2 separate regions of the Mus musculus genome follow, and region 2 is linked to region 1. The links are chromatin contacts, called in public promoter capture Hi-C maps. All regions are on one chromosome and are shown on one strand. The core of a region is the stretch at or near the end of the contact, and the rest is flanking DNA. Distances in the headings are between cores, read along the strand shown.

What was found. Promoter capture Hi-C pulls out the DNA fragments that hold promoters and counts their contacts.
Region 2: a contact with region 1 is called in a promoter capture Hi-C map of embryonic stem cells, with 3 times the contacts expected there. The contact joins the promoter of Zic1 here to the promoter of Zfp949 in region 1. A contact is called at or near these places in 1 of 39 promoter capture datasets (embryonic stem cells) and 1 of 115 datasets of contacts at active chromatin or transcription factors (embryonic forebrain).

What each region holds. Positions count from the first base shown.
Region 1 is chr9:88,545,177-88,551,530 of GRCm38.p6, reverse strand. It overlaps Zfp949 (zinc finger protein 949), which reads right to left and starts at 3,511. Exons shown (of 6, transcript NM_001142943.1): 1 at 3,023-3,511.
Region 2 is chr9:91,362,850-91,369,203 of GRCm38.p6, reverse strand. Zic1 (zinc finger protein of the cerebellum 1) reads left to right here and starts at 3,436. Exons shown (of 3, transcript NM_009573.4): 1 at 3,436-5,168. The coding sequence starts at 4,187. It also overlaps a transcript of Zic4 not described here.

The sequences.
Region 1 (6,354 bases), core at 2,262-4,761:
TTTCCACATGATAATTCTGTTAACAGTGTTCTTCTGAAAAAGCTCACACGAGGCGACAGAGATACTCAGCAGTTAACAGAACAGCTGTCCTTCCAGAGGACCAGGGTTCAGTTGCCAGAACCCACATAGCCGTTCACAACAGCCTATAGCTCTAGATCTACATGTTCTAATGCCCTGTTCTCTTCGGGCACCAGGCATGCACATGGTAAACAGACATACACGCAGACAATATGCTCACACACAAAATTAATTAATTAATTTTAATCAATTAATTAATTTAAAAAGGAGCTCACATGCTGGAAACAGTGAGGGAAGAGGAAGGGAAAAATAAATTTACTGACCACTGATTTAGTCAGGTGTAAGCTAGATCACAACTTTCAGATTCAATAAATACTTTCCAGGACCTGGCCTATCTTTTTCAACGTAGCTGGTGGAAGAAAGCCAGCCACAACCTCGTGAAGATCTAGCCCCTAACTACCACCCATGTGTTGACTGCATCTGAAGAAGGGTAGCTTTGCCCAAATTTTGTTCTAAGCAATGGGATCAGTAATTGCTTAGGCCATGCAAATCTAAGAATTTCACCTTCACTCTGCCTCTGCTCAAATGCACTAGCTGTGGAGGAAAGGCAATTCGTAATAGATCTTGCTCGCAGTGGAGCAGGTCCACATTAGCAAATCTTCACACAACTGTGAGTGTTTGCATGGCCATTACACAGCTAGAAATTACATTCATAGCTAGCCCTTGCTTAACTCCCTAAGCTGCACACTGACTCATATGGACTGATCCTAATAGCAGGTATTACATCCCAGAGAAATATACACAAAGAAACTCCCTCTAAGCCCATACCCGACACTGCCTGGAGTGCCAGGAACCAGAAGCCAGACAGCCCAGAGACCTAGGATAGAACCAAACGCGCTTGGCCAATAAATAAATAAAATGCTTCCTAATGATATTCTGCTCATAGTAAATGAGGTTTCCTTGGAAACTGATGCAGAGACCTATAGCCAAATATTAGGTGAAGTTGAGTGAAATCTGCAGAAGACAGAGAAGAAGGATTATAGGTACCAGAGGAGACAAGGACACTACAAGAAAACCTACAGAATCAACTAATCTGGATTCACAGGGGCTCACAGAGACTAATCCTACAATCAGGGAGCCTGCATGGGTCTGACCTGGGCACTGAGCACTTTTTTTTTTTTTTTTGGTTTTTTGGAGACAGGGTTTCTCTGTGTATCCCTGGCTGTCCTGGAACTCACTTTGTTGACCAGGCTGGCCTCGAACTCAGAAATCTAGCTGCCTCTGCCTCCCGACTGCTGGAATTAAAGGTGTGCGCCACCATGCCGGGCCACTCAGCACTTATTTTATGGATTTGTAGCTTGGTCTTCTTGTGGGACTCCTAACAGTGAGCTTGGGGGCTGGCTCTAACACTTTTGCCGGCTTTGGAAACCCTTTTCCTCTTACTGGGTTGCCTTGCCCAGCCTTAATAAGAGAGGTGCCTAGTCTTATTGCAACTTGATATGCCATGTTTGGTTGGTATCTCTAGGAGGCCAGTCCTCCTCTGAAGGGAAATGGAGGAGGAATGGAAGGGAGTGGGTAGGGTTGGGAGAAGAGGAGGGAGAGGAATCTACCACTGGGGTGTAATATATGAGAATAAATTAAAACTTAAGGAAAAAAAAAAAAAAACCTCCGTCTAACGGAACAATTATATCCTGTCTCTGCCCTCCCCCACAGCTCATTAGCCTATTGAGCCATGTGGCACACTGGTGCTTCCCAGCCTGTTTCTCTATTGCAGTATACTCAATACAGTGTTCTAGTCTAAAGGGCAAATGCATTCACTCATAGCCCAGCAGACCTTCCCTGTGCTGGCCACCAACATGGAGTGAGCACTAAGGTAAACCTGATAGTCCAGACTGGCTCCTGTCCTGTTCTGAAAGGTTAGCATATGATGATGTATCGGTAGGTAACTTGCAATAATGCAATCTCTACCATGAAAATGTAGGCAGACCCAGTTGATCCCAGTACGGGGATCGTCAAAGGAGCCTGTATCACAGGGGCCTGCCGTTCTATGGAGTTCAGTGAAGCAGTCAAAGGCTTGGACCAGGTGTAAATTCCCTACCAGGACCCAGGGCCTCCTGGTCTGTTATTAATGGTCTTCCTCCTCACTAGGGGGATGGGATTGCTACAGTTGCACACCCTCTTCAGAACATGAAACCTCCCCACTTTGTTCCCAGGAAAATGTTCCTATAACAATACTAGAATCTTCTGAGATAACCTCTTATCTCTGGTACTAGACATTTTCAGAAACTAAACAAAGCCTCAGACAGTGTTTCTCAACCTTCCTAATGCTGCAACTCTTTACTACAGTTCCTCATGCTGTGGTGACCCTCAGCCATAACATTATTTTTAATGATTATTAGATTATTAGTAATTTTGCTCAATGTTATGAATCCTAATGTAAACTTCTGATATGCAGGATATCTATGTGATAGTCAACCCCTGTGAAAGGGCCGTTTGACACTACCCACCCACCCCCAACCCTTTCAGGTTGAGAATCCACATGTGGAGAACCACTGTTCTAAGAGCTCAAACCTCAAGTGCCAAAAACATCACTTCATAAAGACAGGAAAACTGACGAATACAATTGCCAATACACATAAGGGTACAGTCACTACGGGAGAATTTCTCTAGGAATTTCAGGCCAATTCATTGGGATAAAAACCACCCTCTTTCTTACAGATGTGTGGGTCACAGACCTCCCCCTTCCGGCTCCAGCACCGTGGTATCAACTTACAATTTTCCCAGGCTCGCAGTTTGGGATTTCTGGGTCGTGTGAAAATTCCCAGTTTTGTAATCCGGTCTCAGATTAACGATCTTTCTCCACCCCAACTCTCCCAAAAAATGGATGCCAAGCAGGTAGCAAGATTCTTTACTGGAATGTGAGCTCACACAGGAGGCTTCCCGGCCCTGACAATCCACAGACATGAACCGCCCTCACCCCCAAGTCGCCATCTTGGGCTCTCACCTCCTTGGCAGAGCGTCCGTGTTGGCCCTTTTGGACTGATGGAATCACAGATCCAAATACTCCTAGCGCAGTCTTCGGATAAAGCAACCATTAAAGCCCTGTTCAGGCCGACTGTTCCGACTGGGAACGATGGGTCTCACAGTCACCTTCCCCTGAGCCGCTGCGGTCCGCCCTCGAACTGCGACTCAGTCCCTCCTCCAAGACCCACCTATGTTTCTGTTTCCACTGAAGTAGAAGGCACGGGTCCCGCTTCCCGAAGGTTCCGAGACCACTCTCCTCTTTTCGTCTTTCCCACCCGCCTTCAGAAACCCTGCAAGAAACGCACAGCCTGAGCAAAGGCGTCAGCACAGAGCCTGGATGCGACTTTCTATGCGGTAGCTGCCAAGAGAGCGCAGGACACAGAGATGCCTACCAGCCAAATGTCAGAGCTGTTTACCTGCTCCTGTGTGGGAGGGCCTTGTATGTTAGGGACTACATTACCCATGAGCCTCTGGGAAACTATGGTAAGTATAGAAGGACATTTTTCCACCGGGTCCACTATCGAATTACCAAGATTCAGATCAAGTACCTATCTGATAATCGCGATATGAAATTCCTTCACCTTTCTCTCATGTGAACCCCAAGTATCCCAAAGTAGTATAGAACCTGAGAAGGAAGCTTCAGTGTGTTCATCCTAGAATCAGACCAAATATCTCTGTGGGAGACGTGGAGCCTTAGAAAATCGGTGTGATATCTTTTGTAGGGTAGTCACCAGAGAAGACTACTAAACATGGGTTTAAGCCAATAAAAAGTCTTATTATCCAGACTGCAACTACCCTTGATGTTCAGGAGATCAGAGAAGCCCCACAAAATCCATGTCCCAGATTGATATATTTCAGTTCAGAACAATTAGCCAGACGCAGAACTTCAGAAGCCAGAAGGCAAGGTTAGTACATTTAGAGACTTTCCCGTAACTATGGACTTTGATGGATTAGGTTTTTGTTATAGTTTTGGCAGATGGCGCTGTCTACATGCTGAGTTTTACAGCCTGAATAGTATTTTTGTCCAGGAGTCAGCTATGCTAAGGTCTCAGAGCCTACTAAGGTCTGGGGCTCTCTTCTGGCTGTACAGAGCACTGCAGGAAGCTGAACGCTTCGTGTTTCTTAAATCCTATGAACCATTTACATCACTAGTGTATCGTCAAATTGAGCATTCTGGTACAGCACACAGTAATTTTCAAGTTCATTTTGAAATCGAACCAACATGTTGGACTTCCATTGTAATAGGAAGAAACCACAAACTATATGAATTGACAAGAGACAAAAGTTATGTTGTGTGTTGCCAATAATGCTTAGAAATAATTTGAATTTGAAATGAAAAAAATCACTTACTAAAATTGAAATGTGTTTTGTTTTGTTTTTTTGAGTCGGGATTTCTCTGTGTAGTCCTGGCTGTCCTGGAACTCACTCTGTAGACCAGGCTGGCCTCAAACTCAGAAATCCGCCTGCCTCTGCCTCTCGAGTGCTGGGATTAAAGGCGTGCGCCCCCACTGCCTGGCGAGATAATTTTTTTAAATCTTCAAAAATGAACAAATTCAAACTGAATGTGGTGGCGCATGCCTTTAATCCCAGCACTCCAGAGTCAGGAAAAAAAAAAAAGCGTTTGAGGCCAGCCTGGTCAACAGAATAGTGAATTCCAGGACAGCCAGAACGACACAGTAAAATCTGTCTCAAAAAAAAAAGGGGGGGGGGGGGGGAGACATACTCAGGAGTCAAACAAAATCTAAATAAATTTAAACAATCCCTGCCCAGAGTTGATACATTACACATTATTAAGATGAATTTTTCAACATAAACTAAATATCACTATAATCTCAATAAAGTTCCGTGAAAATGTTTCTATTTGTAGAGTGAAAGACATAAAGGCTTCAAACCTACAGGAATCTGCTTGTCTTCTACATTCCAAGTGCTGAGATTAAAGGTATGCACCACCAGGCCTGGCTCTGAATAACTTACTCCTAACAAATAAAATAATGAAGTGTCATTTGGAGGACTGTCTTATACAGAAACTGTACCTGTAGCCTCTATTTGTGCATTCTTTCTTCCTCTTTATCATTTGGCCTGAAGGAAGCCAAATGCCATTTTGCAGATTGGGCTGTAGAGGGCGCCATGGGAATAGTCTTGGAAACTAAGATCCGGCTCAAGTGGAGCTTGAGATGACTGTAGCCCTGAATATGGTGTTAATAAAATGGTAATTAAGTTTTATTTTTATCTTTTTGCCTGAGACAGGGTTTCTCTATATAGCCCTGGATATCCTAGAACTCATTGCATGTATCAAACTGGTTTTACCTCACAGAAATCTGCCAACCTCTGCCTCCTGAGTGTTGGGTTAAAGGTGTGTACCACCGTGCTCTGCAGGAAATTGAACTCTAAGCTAAAGAAGCTCTTGAATAAATCACAAACAGAAATAATAATTTGAATTTTGTATAACCTATAAAAATCCTTTTATAGCCAGGCATAGCTATCAGACCTCTGAGTTCCAGGCCAGCCTGATCTACACAGTGAGTTCCAGAACTACTCAGAGCTGCACAGAGAAATCCTATTTCCAAAACCCTAAATAAATGAACATCCTCTTATGATACTAATAAATTTTCATGAACAGAACTCCCCATGCTGTCCGATAATAACTGTCTATTGAGCTTCTAATTCATTCTGTGGGTCCAAACTGCATCTCTATGATCATTCCTCTGGAATTAATACCCAGAACGGCATTCACTTTATAGAGAATGCTGCAGGGGTGCCCTCTTGTGACAAGCTCCTTGTATACATGTGTCTGTACATAGTTTTCAGGAGCATGGAAAACCATCTGAAATCAAATCAAACATAGAATGTCCTGCATTACTAAACCATTTTGTACCAGAACTTTTAAGGAAAGGAAGGGTCCCAGAGGGCTTGAAGCTATAACGGATGGTATGAATAATTCACACTAATATGGTCCTCCGTAATTATGCTGATGGCTCTAACAACACCAGAGTGAAATGGAGGCTGAACACTGCTTAAATGGGTAGCAAAGGTGCTCCTTTCCTACTCTGAATACAGACGGATTCCCAGGAAGGAGGAAGCCTTCCACCAAGGAAGTCACCTGAGCTGTGCTTCGCTATGTTCCCACGCTGAAGGTCTCACTAGAGGAGGTGTCTGTGTTTCAAAGGTCAATGGGTTCCATTCTAAAGTATTATGTCAATTACACTTATGTTAAACAATTAATAACTGGTGCAAGAGAAAGGGCTTAGTGATTAAGAACACTGGCTTCCCTCACCGAAGACCTGGGGTTCAATTGCCATAATGCATGTGATA
Region 2 (6,354 bases), core at 2,187-4,686, 2.8 Mb before region 1:
CACCTCATTTCTGCACATCACTTTGGGGTAGAAAAGGGGGGACCAGAAACCCCTCTACGCCTCTTTTGTGGTTCCACCGAGGCGGTCATCCTTCATTTCTCCTTCTCCAGCTTTCGGGGAAGCAGTTAGGGAATGTATGATGAAGCAGAAATGAGCCGTCAGGATGATATTTTAATGGCTTATATGTCACGTTGGTGCATGTGGCTTTGAACTGGAGCCGCTCGCGTTTCCTGCAGAGAGCGCCGCAAATCCCACTTGATAACTTCTACAACCCACAACTTTTTTTCCCCCTCTCATATTTACTCTTACCTTGTATATTTGGATGGGTTTCCTAAAAATACCCTCTGTCAACGTCCCCGGTGGATTTTCCACAGACTGGAGGAGAGAAGACTGACTTTCTTTTTTGAAGAATTATTTTCCCTCCCCTCTCCCAACAGCCACCCTTCCCTCAGGTCCCCTCCCTATTTTTTTTTTTAAAGCAGTCAAGGTGGGTTCAATATTTGTTCTCCCTAGTGAAAGAGCAGTGCAGCCTCTAGAGGAAATATCTCCTTGAATAAACGATTTTCATAATTCTAGGATCCAACATCCCCCTGTAGGAGCAAAAAGAACGGAATGGCCTGGTGTATCTTTTCCCTCAAGAAAATACATAATAGGTTAAAAGAAAGAAACCCCTAAGACCAGCTGCTTCCGCTTTTTTTCTGTCACTCCTTACAGGAGTCCGCTCAGATTAAGAGAGAAGTGCTGGACACAGACTTGTTGCTGGGGGCAGATTTTTTTTCCCCCTAGAATTTCTACTTCCTAACCCCACAGGCATAGATGCTTAACACTGTCTCTTCAGATACAGGGATATGATCACCATCCACAATCTGACTTCAGGGCCAGAAGGGGTGTGTTTTGCGTGTGTGTGTGTGTGTGTGTGTGTGTGTGTGTGTGTGTGTGTGTGTGTGTGAAAGGCAGCCTGATTGTAGTTCACCCTACCCAAACCAGAATCTGCTTGGTAGGGGACAAAAACTAGAAAGGAGGGTAGGAGTAGCCACTGATGTTCATCCTTCCTCTAGCCCTAGCAAGCTAGCTGGGAGAGAGAGAGAGAGAGAGAGAGAGAGAGAGAGAGAGAGAGAGAGAGAGAGAGAGAGGGAGGGAGAGAGAGGGAGAGAGAGGGAGAGAGAGGGAGAGAGAGGGAGAGAGGGAGAGAGAGAGAGAGAGAGAGAGAGAGAGAGAGAGAGAGAGAGAGAGAGAGGTTTTCTTTTTCTTTTGCTTGGAGAACTGTTAAGTTTTCTAAGCGGACATCATGTGAAAGGATGAGTTGAAGGTCTCTTTGTCTGGCAAAGAGTTTAGAGCCTTGATTCAGTTGCAAAGAAGCCAAATGAAGTTAGAAACAAAGGGCAAATTGAAGAATTCCGACTCTTGGCTTTTTGTGTTTTCCTTACTAGAAAATAATTAGACCTAATGAATATGCAGGCGCTAAGGCTAAATCCTGGGCCAAGCTGATGGGCTTAAAACTGAGCTAAGTAGAACCGCAACCTCCATCGCCCCCGGCTCCACATCCGCGTGCAGTTTTTGAAATGTATAAATGTCGCCCGGTTTAATTGATTGAGTTACAGGGATTTTCCCCCTGCTTTTACGTGCCATACCCCTCTACCTTTCAACAATCATTTTAATATATAGTCAATGGTTCTTTGTGGATGGGACAAAAAGCAACTACGCGCAGTTGTTGAATAGACTTTGCGCTGGGCAAAGACAGGTTAATCGAGGGCCGCATCGCGAAAACAAGCGAGTGTTGTATGTTTGCACGGAATCCAAATGTCTGCATTTTCCTAACTAAATCAAAGGGAGTGTTATTTCTTTTTCTGCTCACTCATCTGAAGGTAAGTAAATTTTCTCTGGCGATCAAAAGCCTGGTTGGCAACAAAGACCGCGCCCGCTTTTTCCACCGTCTTGTTGTGGCAAGTTGCGGAATTTCAATAACTGTGACAAGGGTGACTGATTTGTGAACTGGAAAAGGTTTGAATGTCACAAAATTTACATTGGTCCTATCTACCGGGGATTTAAATACCAAAAAAGTATTCCGGGATCTCTAGGGAGCTTTGGGAGATCCAGAGGAACAATGGCGCGTTGGGAAATTTACAGTTTTACCTGAATGAAAGGGACTGGGATGGGAATGGGAGGGCAGAGTGAGCGAGTTGGGGGTGGGAGCAAGCCACACAACGGACCAGACCGGAGGGGAAAAAAAAGGAAAAAAAAATGAGGGGAGAGGGAGATCGGCAACAAGGTTTCCAAACTGCCATTAAAAACAGAAAACAAAACCCAATCCGACAAACCTCAGGAACCAGGAAAAGTTTAAGAGATCCATCCACCTGTGTTTGGGGGTGAGTGGGCATGCAGGAAGGAAGTCTGCAAAACTGAGGCTGTGAAAGACACCAAGAAATCACGTTTCTAGGAAAGAGCTTGCCCTCGCGCTCCCGAATCTTAAATTATAAACAGGAGAGAGGCCCGTCAAAAAGGAAGCAAACTTCAAAAGAAGCAAATAACAAAAGCTTCCTTTGCTGCCCGGGGGGGGGGGGGGGGGGGGGAGGGTGGAGAAGGGGAGGGAGGGAGAAAAGAAAGTTGCTGAGTCCGGACATTCTGGAAGTGCCTTTGGGGTGTTTCTCGGCTGGTCCCCCCCCAACTGCTGCTCTCGGAGACGCCGGGGGTCTCCAGTCTTTAAACGCTCTGCAGAGGTTTGAAGGAGAGTGGCTCAGGGATGGGGAGGCAAGGGGGGAGGGGAGTGGGGAGGGAAAGAAACAGAGGGAGGGGAGAAAGGGGGACATTAGAAGGAGGGAGAGGAAAGTGTGTGGCGGGGAGGGGGGAGAACATAGAACAAGAAGCAAAACCTAGAGAAGGAGGGGTAGGAGGCAGCGAGGAAGGGGAGGGAGGGAATGAGGGAGGGAGGGAGGAAGGTAAGGAGAGGGGGAGAGACAGGGAGAGGAGGGAGAGAGAGAGAGAGAGAGAGAGAGAGAGAGAGAGAGAGAGAGAGAGAGAGAGAGAGAGAGAGAGAGGAGAGGAGAAGAGAAGAGAAGAGAAGAGAAGAGAAGATGAGAGGGAAAAGAAATCGTGGCATTTTTTTCCTTCCGTGAGAAGAGGGGGAAAAAATTTGCTAGGGGGGAAAAAAAAGTTGCTACTCCTGGCAGCCCTGTTAGTCAAAAGGGGATGTCAAGCGCTTTACAATACCTGGGATTGATGAGGCGGGCGGGCCAATGAGCAGCGCGCGGCGCCACCGCGCGCCCTTCGTTGGCGCGGCGGCCCCGGGCGGGGTGTGTGGGGGGATTGCCGCCTCACCAATCCTCGCCCGCGTCGGTCGCACGTGACCCCTCCCCCTGCTCCCATTCATCAGGGGGGGGGGGGGACGACGACGGTGTCGTCCTTTCAATTCATTTATCTGCAGGAATGATTGCTGCTATCAGTCTCGCGCTCACCGCCCGGCTGAGGAGGTGAAAGTTTCTCCCCAGGAAGATAAACCGCAAAAGACAATATTGTGCATGATTTGCGCCTTTTCTTTTCTTTTTTCTCCCCCTCCTTTTTTTTTTTTTTTCAAAAAGCAGAGAGGGGGAAAAAGGGAGAGTTGAAGGATCGAGGAGGAGAGCCTGAGAGAGAGAGAGAGAGAGAGAGAGAGAGAGAGAGAAGAGAGAGAGAGAGAGAGAGAGAGAGAGAGAGAGAGAGAGTGAGAGAGAGAGAGACTGAGACTAGTGGAGAAGTGAGGAGGGGCGCGCTGCGCGAGGAGACAGGGCGAGCAGTGGCGGCTCTGGCGTTCACATTCCTCTATGCCACAAATCCGGGAAGAAGTTTTATTGGGGGGCTGAGATGTTCTATGCCTTTCCCCGGGCAGCCTTGATTCGAGGCCCTCTCGGCAGAGACTGAGCGGCGAGAAAGTGAGAGCCCGGCCCGCGCGGTTCGAGCGGCTGGCGCTGGAGCCCGCCTTCTACCGGCCGGCAGTCATCTCTCTTGCCTGCCTTTGGCCGGGCGGGTGCCGGCTAGCGCCTGGCCGTTGCCTGCTGGCTGAGACTTCGTTAGGTGGGTCGACTCCCCCTCCCTCCTCCTCTTCTTCCTCCTCTTCCTCCGCCTCCCGTTCCTCCTCCTCCTGATCTTCCCTCCTTGGCGGGCGAGGGTGGGGGGGGGCGGGGGAGGCCGGGGCTTGCCCCGTGCAGCCACGATGCTCCTGGACGCCGGACCCCAGTATCCCGCGATTGGTGTGACCACCTTTGGTGCATCCCGGCACCACTCGGCGGGCGACGTGGCCGAGAGAGACGTGGGCCTGGGTATCAACCCGTTCGCCGACGGCATGGGCGCCTTCAAGCTCAACCCCAGTTCGCACGAACTGGCCTCGGCTGGCCAGACAGCCTTCACGTCGCAGGCTCCGGGCTACGCCGCTGCTGCGGCCCTGGGCCACCATCACCACCCCGGCCACGTCGGCTCCTACTCCAGCGCTGCTTTCAATTCTACCCGGGACTTTCTGTTCCGCAACCGGGGCTTCGGCGACGCGGCGGCGGCAGCTAGCGCCCAGCACAGTCTCTTCGCTGCTTCGGCCGGCGGCTTTGGGGGCCCACACGGCCATACGGACGCCGCGGGCCACCTCCTTTTTTCTGGGCTTCACGAGCAGGCGGCTGGCCACGCTTCGCCCAACGTGGTTAACGGGCAGATGCGGCTAGGTTTCTCCGGGGACATGTACCCACGGCCGGAACAGTACGGCCAGGTGACCAGCCCGCGATCCGAGCACTATGCTGCCCCGCAGCTTCACGGCTATGGGCCCATGAACGTGAACATGGCTGCACATCACGGGGCTGGAGCCTTCTTCCGCTATATGCGCCAACCCATCAAGCAAGAGCTTATCTGTAAATGGATCGAGCCGGAGCAGCTGGCCAACCCCAAAAAGTCGTGCAACAAAACTTTCAGCACCATGCACGAGCTGGTCACGCACGTCACGGTGGAGCACGTCGGCGGCCCAGAGCAGAGCAACCACATCTGCTTCTGGGAGGAGTGTCCACGCGAGGGCAAGCCCTTCAAAGCCAAATACAAACTGGTCAACCACATCCGAGTGCACACAGGCGAAAAGCCTTTTCCCTGCCCGTTTCCTGGCTGCGGCAAGGTTTTCGCGCGTTCAGAGAACCTCAAGATCCACAAAAGGACACACACAGGTATGGAAATTAATGTAGGACACTCTACCTCCCACCCAGGCTGGGCCTGAGATTCCAAAGTTGGGGGAAGAGAGGCACAAATCCAGCCTCAGTGGGGTCTGGGCCTCAGGTTCCTGGAGGCAGGCAGATCTGGTTTTTAGTCTTGAAAGTGTGGCACAGAGTGAAGGATCTGAACATACAGATTTAAAAAAAAAAAAAAAAGGAATAAACCGGGAAGCTGAGTCTGGCTTGGCCCAGCGCTTGACAATCTCGAATCCCGGAGAGGTGGCACGCGTGGGGCATCCACGGAGGTTCCAGTTGTTCCAGCTAGAAACAAATCTAAAACTCTTGATGGTGGCTACCCGTTCAGGGACTTTCTTGAGTCCTTTCTGTTCGAAAAGGTGGAAGAAGTTGAGGTTGAGTTTAAAAATGTAGAAACAAGATGGGAAGAAACAGGAGGTAGGTACAGTTGGGGTAGAAAGTACAATTTGGATCTGAGGAGGACATTAGGTTTATGCACATTGGAAGAGATACATTTTACAACGATGCATCCGGGTTTGAGGAGTGAGTCTAGTTGGTGAAAGACACAGAAATCCTAATTGTCTGTTATACAGCGTAAGGTCTGTTCTTAAAATGCGGGGTTCCTGAGTTGGACTTTAGAAATAGCGACAAGTCCAAAGCTTAAAGAAACAAAAGAAACAAAACCAACAGAAACAATAACAAAACAAGTTCCAGGCAATTTAAGGCTTCGAGAGGGGGCAGCCTGGAAATTATGCGCCCCTTGGGTCCTAGTCAGGGGATCTGATCGCCCTCTGTATTTGGGCATTATCTAGTGGAAGAGAATCCGACATGAACTCTAGATTTAATGGCCCAGGCAGGTAAAATCTCCTCCCCCCTTTCTAGATTAGGCCATAAAATGTGGTGTGTGTAGGGGGTGGGGTGGAGTTGAGTGGAAGTGGCAACCAACGGGTGCAGTGTGTCTGGGACGGAAAAAAATTGGGGGAGAAAAGAGCAAAAGCAGGAGAATCAGCCGGGTCCCAAAAACTAGTAAGGGCAGAGCTAAGTAGAAGCCGCTGGGTAACCTCTGTTAAGACCTGGGCAGAAAAGCCAATTTCTAGAGACACTGCTATTCTGAAGTGAAAAAAAAAATTTTTTTCTTCTCTCGCCACTCCTATTTCTACTACTACCATCAGTATGACAAAGTAAA